Regions from separate parts of the Mus musculus genome. Here all the other regions are linked to region 3. The links are chromatin contacts, called in public HiChIP or PLAC-seq maps. All regions are on one chromosome and are shown on one strand. Each heading gives the region's core, a stretch centred on a gene start, on an enhancer-like site or on the middle of the called end of the contact. The rest is flanking DNA. Distances are from core to core; before and after follow the strand shown. Region 1 holds the start of 4930434B07Rik (a long non-coding RNA gene). Region 2 holds the start of Asb1 (ankyrin repeat and SOCS box-containing 1). Region 3 holds the start of Mlph (melanophilin).

The links. HiChIP or PLAC-seq counts read pairs in DNA pulled down with a chosen protein or histone mark.
Region 1: an HNF4G HiChIP or PLAC-seq map of pancreatic cancer cells shows a contact between it and region 3. The contact joins the promoter of 4930434B07Rik here to the promoter of Mlph in region 3. A contact is called at or near these places in 1 of 39 promoter capture datasets (cranial neural crest) and 2 of 115 datasets of contacts at active chromatin or transcription factors (neural tube and pancreatic cancer cells).
Region 2: a contact with region 3 is called in an H3K27ac HiChIP or PLAC-seq map of extraembryonic endoderm stem cells, with 4 times the contacts expected there. The contact joins the promoter of Asb1 here to the promoter of Mlph in region 3. A contact is called at or near these places in 2 of 115 datasets of contacts at active chromatin or transcription factors (extraembryonic endoderm stem cells and pancreatic cancer cells).

The regions. Positions count from the first base shown.
Region 1 is chr1:90,152,138-90,154,837 of GRCm38.p6, forward strand. It overlaps 4930434B07Rik (a long non-coding RNA gene), which reads left to right and starts at 1,355. Exons shown (of 4, transcript XR_878374.2): 1 at 1,355-1,601; 2 at 1,936-2,120; 3 at 2,258-2,496. It overlaps Iqca (IQ motif containing with AAA domain), which reads right to left and starts at 1,299. Exons shown (of 19, transcript NM_001368722.1): 1 at 1,028-1,299. The coding sequence starts at 1,038.
Region 2 is chr1:91,539,299-91,541,998 of GRCm38.p6, forward strand. It overlaps Asb1 (ankyrin repeat and SOCS box-containing 1), which reads left to right and starts at 1,267. Exons shown (of 5, transcript NM_001039126.2): 1 at 1,267-1,566. The coding sequence starts at 1,515.
Region 3 is chr1:90,913,816-90,916,515 of GRCm38.p6, forward strand. It overlaps Mlph (melanophilin), which reads left to right and starts at 1,285. Exons shown (of 16, transcript NM_053015.3): 1 at 1,285-1,438.

The DNA of each region.
Region 1 (2,700 bases), core at 105-2,604, 760 kb before region 3:
CATCACTCCACGGTCAGTTACGAGCAGAGACCTTAGGCTGCTAATGTGGCTTCCAGTCTTGCCTCTTCATAGACTCATGCCAGGATCACTGGGTAGAGCCTGCTCTCTCTCTCTCTCTCTCTCTCTCTCTCTCTCTCTTTCTCTCTCTCTCTCTCTCCACCATTTTCCCATGGAGGAAGGGGTTTTGGATCCTTTGCCGTGCTAGCTCTTCTTCCCGCTGATCCGGGCTCGCCCTCTTACCTACACTTATTCTGTGTCTCCTATGGACCATCCTGGGTCCACACTGTCAAGTTCCTACTTCATCTCTATGAAGCTAAGAGCTGATATTCAACAGCCTTCCTTCGAGTTCCACAGGCTGCATGCATGCAGTCTGCTTTCCTGGTCTCCCCACACCCCACTCCTCACTTCCAGGCTTAGGTTTCCTGAAAGTCAGTATTGGGAGGCTGGGGGTAGGCTGGAGCTGGAGCTGGAGCTGTGGTATACAGCTGTTACACATTGACGCTGTGAGCCACTGCCCCATGAGGATGTCTCTTCAACAAGATGGAAACAGCACGCAGAGCTACAGCTTTACAGGATGGCTGTGGCCATGGCTGGGCCCTGAAACTTACTCCAGTCAAGCCATACCGTGTGCTCCCAATGTGAAGTAAGTGCAGAGCCAGGTACACAGGGTGGGGACAGACACACACAGGGCAACAGCCTCGGGGTTGGGCTGGGAAATAGGGTATTGCTGCTTCCCCCAGATCTTTCTGGAGCTCGATCTAGGGACTGGTGTTTCCACAAGCAACCCCTTCATGACTAATAGAAAAGCCACCTCGGTCACCCATGACATGTGATGAAGGCCTGGAGGTCCTCCCCTGGGGAAGGAGGGAAACAGTCTAGTGTTCCTTGCTGAGACAGGGAGAGTCATTTCTGAGGCACATTGAACTTGATAAAAGATAAAAAGGAGGAGGGAGGAGGGAGGGGGAAAGGCAGAAGCCACCCTGCCCAGGCGACCCCCCCACTAAGGCAATAGTAACCCACCACTTACAGGTTCGACATGGTTGGCCTCTTTCTGTCTTTCCTTCACCCACAGGAAAGCTTTTCCTTGGCCTCTAAAGGCTGGCCTACTGCCGAAGTTGGGGGAACTCCCCCTAGAGGTTTTCAGAGGTTGGGGATTCCTCTGGAGGGAGGAACAGGGACTGAGGACAGCCTGTCTCTTAGGGCAGGGAGAGGCTTGGCAGGGTTGGTGACCTGTGGCCACCCTCCTGGAGAGCAGGCTCTGACTGGGATTCCCTCGCTCCGGTTGCTGCCTCGGGCTCTGGAACCCCACTTCTCCCACTAGAGCGTCTTCAGGTGGCCCCTAGCAACAGGAACTCTACATCTGAGCAGTGCCTGCTTATGTTTCCGTTTCCGTGGCAACTGCAAGGCAGGGCGCGAGGAGCTAGGGGCGAGGCAAGTTCTGCAGCTGACCGGGTGGGAGGAGCTACGTCCGGCTCTCCAGGTCCTGCTTTGTCTCTGTCTGGAGTCTCTGACATCTTCCCATCTTCAGAGTGGGTGCAGAAGTTGCGCACTTTGGCAAGCGCAGAGGCCGGCACTCCATAAAAGAGAAGTGCCCTGTTTATGTGAGCCGTCAGCGACCCGCAAAAAGGCTTTTCTTAGTTTTCATTCTTAGTTAACGTTAAAATTTAGTGGCAAACTTTACAAAGAATCTGCAGTTCCTTTAGGGGCATGCCCTGAATCGCACAATAGAGAGACAGGATTCGGGGAGGGAGGAAAATGTGGGGGGAAAGTGGAGAAGAGGGAGAGGGGAAAGAGGAGAGCCAACGCAGGAAGCAACAGACCCAAACCACAGACCATTATCGAGGGAGGGAACAAAGGAGGTACGAACCTCTCCCCAACCCTGTAGCAGTATGAACCTCCATCTAGAGGCTGCAATGGAGTCCTGATTTATGCTAGGCCCAGTTCCCCAAGTCTTTGTGGAGAAAGCAGCCAGCCAGACAACACACCAAGGGTCCCAGGGATGTTTTTTTGATGAAAGGGTTCAACAGAGAAAGGAATTGGGAAAAGCTGAGAAAGGCCAGGCACAACTCAGCATGTCCTGACTTCGAGGAGCCGGAATCAGCCATAGTGACTGTGGCTGGGTAAGATGGAGACTCATGGGCTGCTCAAAAGGGTTAGCTGGTGTTCCTGGGGGGCGGGGGAGGAGGAGCTTCTAGGGCTCTGGAGATTGGTTAATTCCTTGGGGGAGAAATATGCGGGCCTGACTTTTGATCCCTAGCACCCATGGGGAAAAGCCAGGTTCTGTGGCACACATCTTTGAAGCCTGTGCAGACAAGACGATCCCTGGTGTGCACTGCTAGCCGATCTAGTCTGTTCTGTGAGCTCCAGGCTCAGGAAGAGACTCCATCTGAAAAAATAAATGAGGTGAAGAGCAGTCCAGGAAGAAACCTGATGTTGATTCTGGCCTTTATCTATGTGCCCGCCCACAATTCATGGAAATACAAAGAGACATCTAAGGTGGGATGGGGGAAATAGAGAGAAGGAGGGAGAGAGAAGGAGGGAGGGAGGGAGGGAGGGAGGGAGGGAGGGAGGGAGGGAGGGAGGGAGGGAGGGAGAGAGAGTTTTCTTGCTATGTTCTGGGAGAACCAAGAGATGGCAAGACAACACCAGGAGCCATGCTGGCTGTCAGCAACAAGTGCTTTCAGTGCCAAATACAAAGTG
Region 2 (2,700 bases), core at 17-2,516, 630 kb after region 3:
CATTGCTTCCATTAGTCTTAACAAATTTTTTTTTTCCCGAGCCAAAGCAGTAAGTCCAGTTTTGCTTGAGTTTTGGTCTCAACGAAGTTCTCAGGCTAGGGTGACAGCCTGGAGTTTTATCTCTGTCCCCTCACCCGTGACACTCCCTTTTCTGGAAGCAAACTGACACCTACTATTCCACTCTGTTTCCGAAGCTGATTCCTTTAGTGACCTATGTGTGGAAGAGTGCATTATTTGTTCGTTATTGCTGGCTTATTTCACTGAGCAGAGATCCTCCAGGGTTGGCCATGTTGTAACCTGGGGCAGAGGCTTTTTAAAGGATATATGGATGGCCACGACACCACATTTTGATGCGCATTTGGGTGGTTTTACCCTTGAGGTATCCCAGCCAGGGATGTGCAGCCGTGGAGCAGAGCCATAAGGCTGAGCCACCTCTGGCTCTTTGCCTTGCAGCGTCATTGGTGTCACCTGTCCCTCGTGCCAACGGTGTTATCAAGACCAAACACCACTGCAGGAATCTCCCCGCTCCCCTCAAAACCCTCAGAGCCCGTGGCTCTGTTCCAGGATGCCTCACACAGCTCCACAGACCTGTGCAACTGAGCCAGTCTGGGCACGAGGATTTGTTGGGCACCTATAGTCGCTAGCTCCCAGCTGGTGTGCCATGACCACACAAAGATGCAGACAAGTCACAGCCGCGGTGTTGGAGACTGTGGCCTTGCCTCCATCTCACAGGACAGCGGGGCGCTTCTGTCTCCTTAAGGCGCGGTCTCCCCCCGGTCCACTGGGGTCCTCCCCCTGCAAGGTACCTTCCCTAAGTTGTGTAGAGGAGAATGAAAGGACCCGACAGCGTCCATGCTTAAGAACTGTTCGTAACGCAACGCACACAGTGTGACCGATGTAAAATCGGGAGTGCTTGAGGGAAAGCCACTCTGTCAACACGCCTTGACCAAGTTACAGACACTATTGGCTCCATGGAGACATTCTGGGCTGCCTTCGTCTAACACAACTTTGCAAGTCACCGACTCGGAAGGCACCGTTTGGAGTCTCGTAGAAAGGACAGCAGCGCAGCCCCACGTCACTCAACACCCTTCAGCCGCTGCGATAGCGGACCACAGTCCACTGGGCCGTAACGGTCCCGCCCACGTCCCGCCCTCCAGTGGGCGGGAACAGAATCGACCAACCAGGAGTTCCTGAGGCATGCAAATAAGCCTCCGCCCCCAGAGGAAAGGCGTTTCCCCAGAAGCTGCTGCTGTTGCCTCGGGAGACGCAGTTTGGTCAACCCCGCTAATCAGCAATCAAGTCCGTTAGCCAGGCCGGAAGTGGAGACCCCAGCACCCTCCGTCCGGAGCAGGAAGTACGAAAAGGAGGCTCATACTCCCCGGAAGCCGAGCCCTGGACACGCCCACCTGCCGGAAACGCCGGCGGTGCTTCTCTGACAGCGTTGCTCTCTGACAGGATTGCTGCGGAGGTGGACAGGCGGCGGGGTCAGGGCGGAGGCTGAGGACCAAGTAGGCATGGCGGAGGGCGGGACCGGCCCCGATGGACGGGCCGGCCCGGGACCCGCAGGTAACGTGCGCGGCTAGGGGTAGTAGGGAGCGGGGTTGCGTCTTGGGGTCAGAGTGTCCCTTGGGCGTCCGGGACTCGGGTCCTCGGTCCTCGCAGGCCAGATCCGAGGAATCGCGCCCGGGGTCAGTAAGTGTGGACGTTAGGCTCCGCGCGGCCCTAGGCGCGCGCCCCCGCTCCTGCCTGGCCTCTCGTGGACATCCCTCCCACGGAGGTTTCTTTCTGGTGGAGCTAGCCTTGTAACTGCCACCCTGTTAGCCCATCCCCGTCAGCGATGACCCTGGCTGGACCATGGGGTTCGGATCTTCTTCCAGGTATGAGCTCACTGGTCAGTAAGGGCCCTCAGAGGTCAGCCTTCGTGCGGACAGGTTCCCTTTCCCCATCCCGCCAGCCAGTCAGCGCAGTAGCTACTGGACAAACGTCCTCCGCCCCACCTCCACCCACCTTAACGACAGTGCTGTCCCCAGAGAGCTTGCTAGTGCCACAACTCTTACAGGGGCGCTTGACCCACCTGCAGAAAAAGGGTGACACTTGCCACCTGCCTTAAAGCTGCTCCACTTTGCAGTGCTGCTACAATGGAACTAACAATTCCCAGGAGAGTTTCCTGGTACGGCGTCCACCTTGGGGTCTTTCTGAACCTGCTGGTAGGTGTTTGGTAGGTGTGCTTCTGCACCCATCTCTGATTTTAGAGTTCACTGAGCTCTCTTCTGTATGCAGAAAATCTGAGAAAGCCACAATGTTGGTACAGTCTCTTGTCATTCCTCCCTCCATCAATTCAACAAACTTTGTGGATGATGTCCTATTGGCCTGACTCACCTGGGGCTATCGGGGTGACATGAAAAAGCAAGGCAAGGCCTCTACCACCAAGAGCTTTGGTTGTCATTGAATTTGATCTCAGGGACAGACAAGATCTTTGAGTGGATTGACCTGTCATGCAGGAATGAGAAATGGGAGAGAGGTGGTTGGTCAAAGGGTAGCTATTTCTTAAGGTACAGAATAGTCCTGTGGAAGAAAAAGTGGTTTTGCACCCCACCCCGACCCCAGTGTTGTTTTAGTGTCTGTTCTGTTTGTGTGTTTCCAGCTTGGGTAGAGGCACAGGTCTTCAGTGGGTAGTTGGATTAGATGATCAGAGAAGTC
Region 3 (2,700 bases), core at 35-2,534:
CATAGTTATATGCACACACAGAGAGAGTCACATACTCAGTCATATGCACACACACACACACACACACACACATAATCACATACACAGTCATATGCACACACACACACACACACACAATCACATACACAGTCATATGCACACACAGAGAGACTCACACACTCAGTCATGCACACATACACAGAGAATCACATAGTCATATGCACACACAGAGAGAGTCACATACTCAGTCATATGCACACACACAATCACATATTCAGTCACACACACACACACACACACACACACACACACACACACACGCGCGCACGCGCGCGCGCGCACACACACACATCTGCAGATGACCCAAAGCATGTCTTCTAAGGTTCCCTTTCCTCTCCTGCTGACAGGGAATAAATGCTACTATCACATCTGTCCACCCTGGAGCTAGTTATTGTTTACGGCCCTGTCTCTATGTTGCAGATGCCAGCACTGAGTTGTAAAAGTTGTCCTCAAAGAGTAGAGGCCTCTCTCTGTAGCTCAGGCTGGCCTGGCTGGAACTCAATACTAAAACAGGTTGGTCTGAAACTTTCAGCAATCCTCCTGCTTCAGCCTCCCAAGTGTTGGGATTTTGGGTGTGAACTAGCACACACTTGGCTAAGTGAATTTTTGTTTGGTTGGTTTTTTAATATAGCCATAGGGAAGGGGTCAGGGTGCTCTTATGCTGCGGCATGGGGGGAGGTTATGTTCTTTCAACATCCAGGGCAGATCTCTGGGTGGAGCTTCTCAGACCACAGACCTACTGGACTGTTTTCAATAGTCAAGGCCTTGGCCGGACTGGGGGGGGGGGGCCGCTTGTGAGTCCATCTGAGGGCCTGGGGGACAGCGACTCCAGCTGGAAACCTGGGCTCACAGTCTCACTAAGAAGTTGGTGACTTTGGGTAGGGCGCTTTTCCTCAGTTTCCCTGTCTGTGAAGCTAAGTAAAGAGTTAAAATGGATATTTGCGGAGGTGCCGTGTTCTCAGAGGATGCGGTTTGCCAGCAGATCCCTCCTATGGGGGACCAGAACCCAGTGGTGGAAATGAGCGCACAACTCCAACGCGTGTTCTGCTCTCAACCGGCTTGGGGACAAGGTGCCTCTGTCCTCCATACCCACTTCAGCGCCTCCCAGGAGGGCCACTGGAGTCCGCTCTGCTCTTGGCCTGTCCAGGCACCCTGGGGTGCACGTCGATCCCGGAGCTGGGCGGGTCAGGAGTAGCCCACGTGATCTGAGCCGCAAGTTGGGCAGGACCGGCGCCACAGCTGCCTGGATCCCCGCACACAGCTCTGTCTAGCTCAGTGCACCCTGACACTGGCCTCGCTCGGTGCCTGGGGTTTCTCTCTCAGGAGCTAAGAGAAAGGAGCAGAGGCCAGGACCCACCGAGCCAGAGCTACAGGCTGGGCATTCCCAGGAGAGAGGCTGGTGAGTGCACCAAGGACCTGGGGCTTGCAGAACTCCCAGAAGAGGGAATCTGGCTCAGGGAGGGTGCAGCGACACCTTACTTCTGAACTCTGGGCTTCTTCTGGATGCCTTAAACACAATGGGCGAAATCCTTGGGGAGCCCATTTGGGGCTAAACAGTTGGTTTTAATTAAAAGCTTCCTTTGAGCTAAAAGCTGGTGCCTTCGGGAGACTTGGACCGGAGCCCAGGGTGAGAGGCTATTTGTACAGAAACTTCCTCTTGGCTGCCCTCTTGGCTTCCTCTTGGCTGTCTTCTGGGAGCAAGAAGAAAGCAGATAGGTGCATGAAGGAGGCACCTGCCCTCCTCCGGACTTAGTGGAATCATGTTGTTGTTGTTGTTGTTGTTGTTGTTGTTGTTGTTGTTGGACCATAGGTCCTCTAGGCCCTCCTTCTTATTATGAAGATGTGAGAGGAAATGTGTTAACACCTCGAGTGTCACCCCACTGTGTCCAAGCCTGGGAGAGAGCTGAGTCTCACAGATGCAGGAAGATTTCACAGAGCACACACCTATGTCCTACTGACCTGAACTAAAAACACAGTTCTTTGCTTTCATCGGAAATGAGTTGGTGCTGTTGTCTGTTCTGTTTCTATGCCACAAGGATTGCTCTTGTTTCCTTCTGAGGGCTTTGAGTAATAACCAGGGTACAAGACTCCCCTAGATACCCAGGGCACAAGTCTCAGGAAAAGGGATGGGCTAAAGACCAGGGGTAGCTGGGCATTGAAGTTGGTGAACCCCTGAGCCTGATGGCTCCCTGGCCCAGATGTGTGTCATTTAACACACACCCATCTCCCAACTGATTACAAGGCCTTAGTAAGACACAGCAACAGCTTTCCTGGCCACGAGCATCACCCCTCCGGGCCCAGGTCTCCAAGGTGTCACTTCTTAGAGCATCACCAGGCAAGGTGGGGAGGTGAGTTCTTCCATCTCACCCAGCATCAGTGCCCCATCTCCAAAGTGGGTACCAGGGCAGGTGCCTCACAGGACTTGGAACCTGGTCCAGGCACAAGCATGAGAAGCTGGTGGGTCATCCTGATGCATTAGTGACTCTGAAAAGCTGCTGAGAACTAGAGGAGGAGGGAGGTTGGAGAGGGACACTGGGGGAGGGGGAGGTCAAGGAGGGGGAACTGGGAGAGGGGGGAGGTAAGGAAAGGGTAAAGAGGACACCAGAGCCTGTAGGCTAATGATACCGTTCCCTTCCTTCAGTATGGATGCAGGACGGCCAT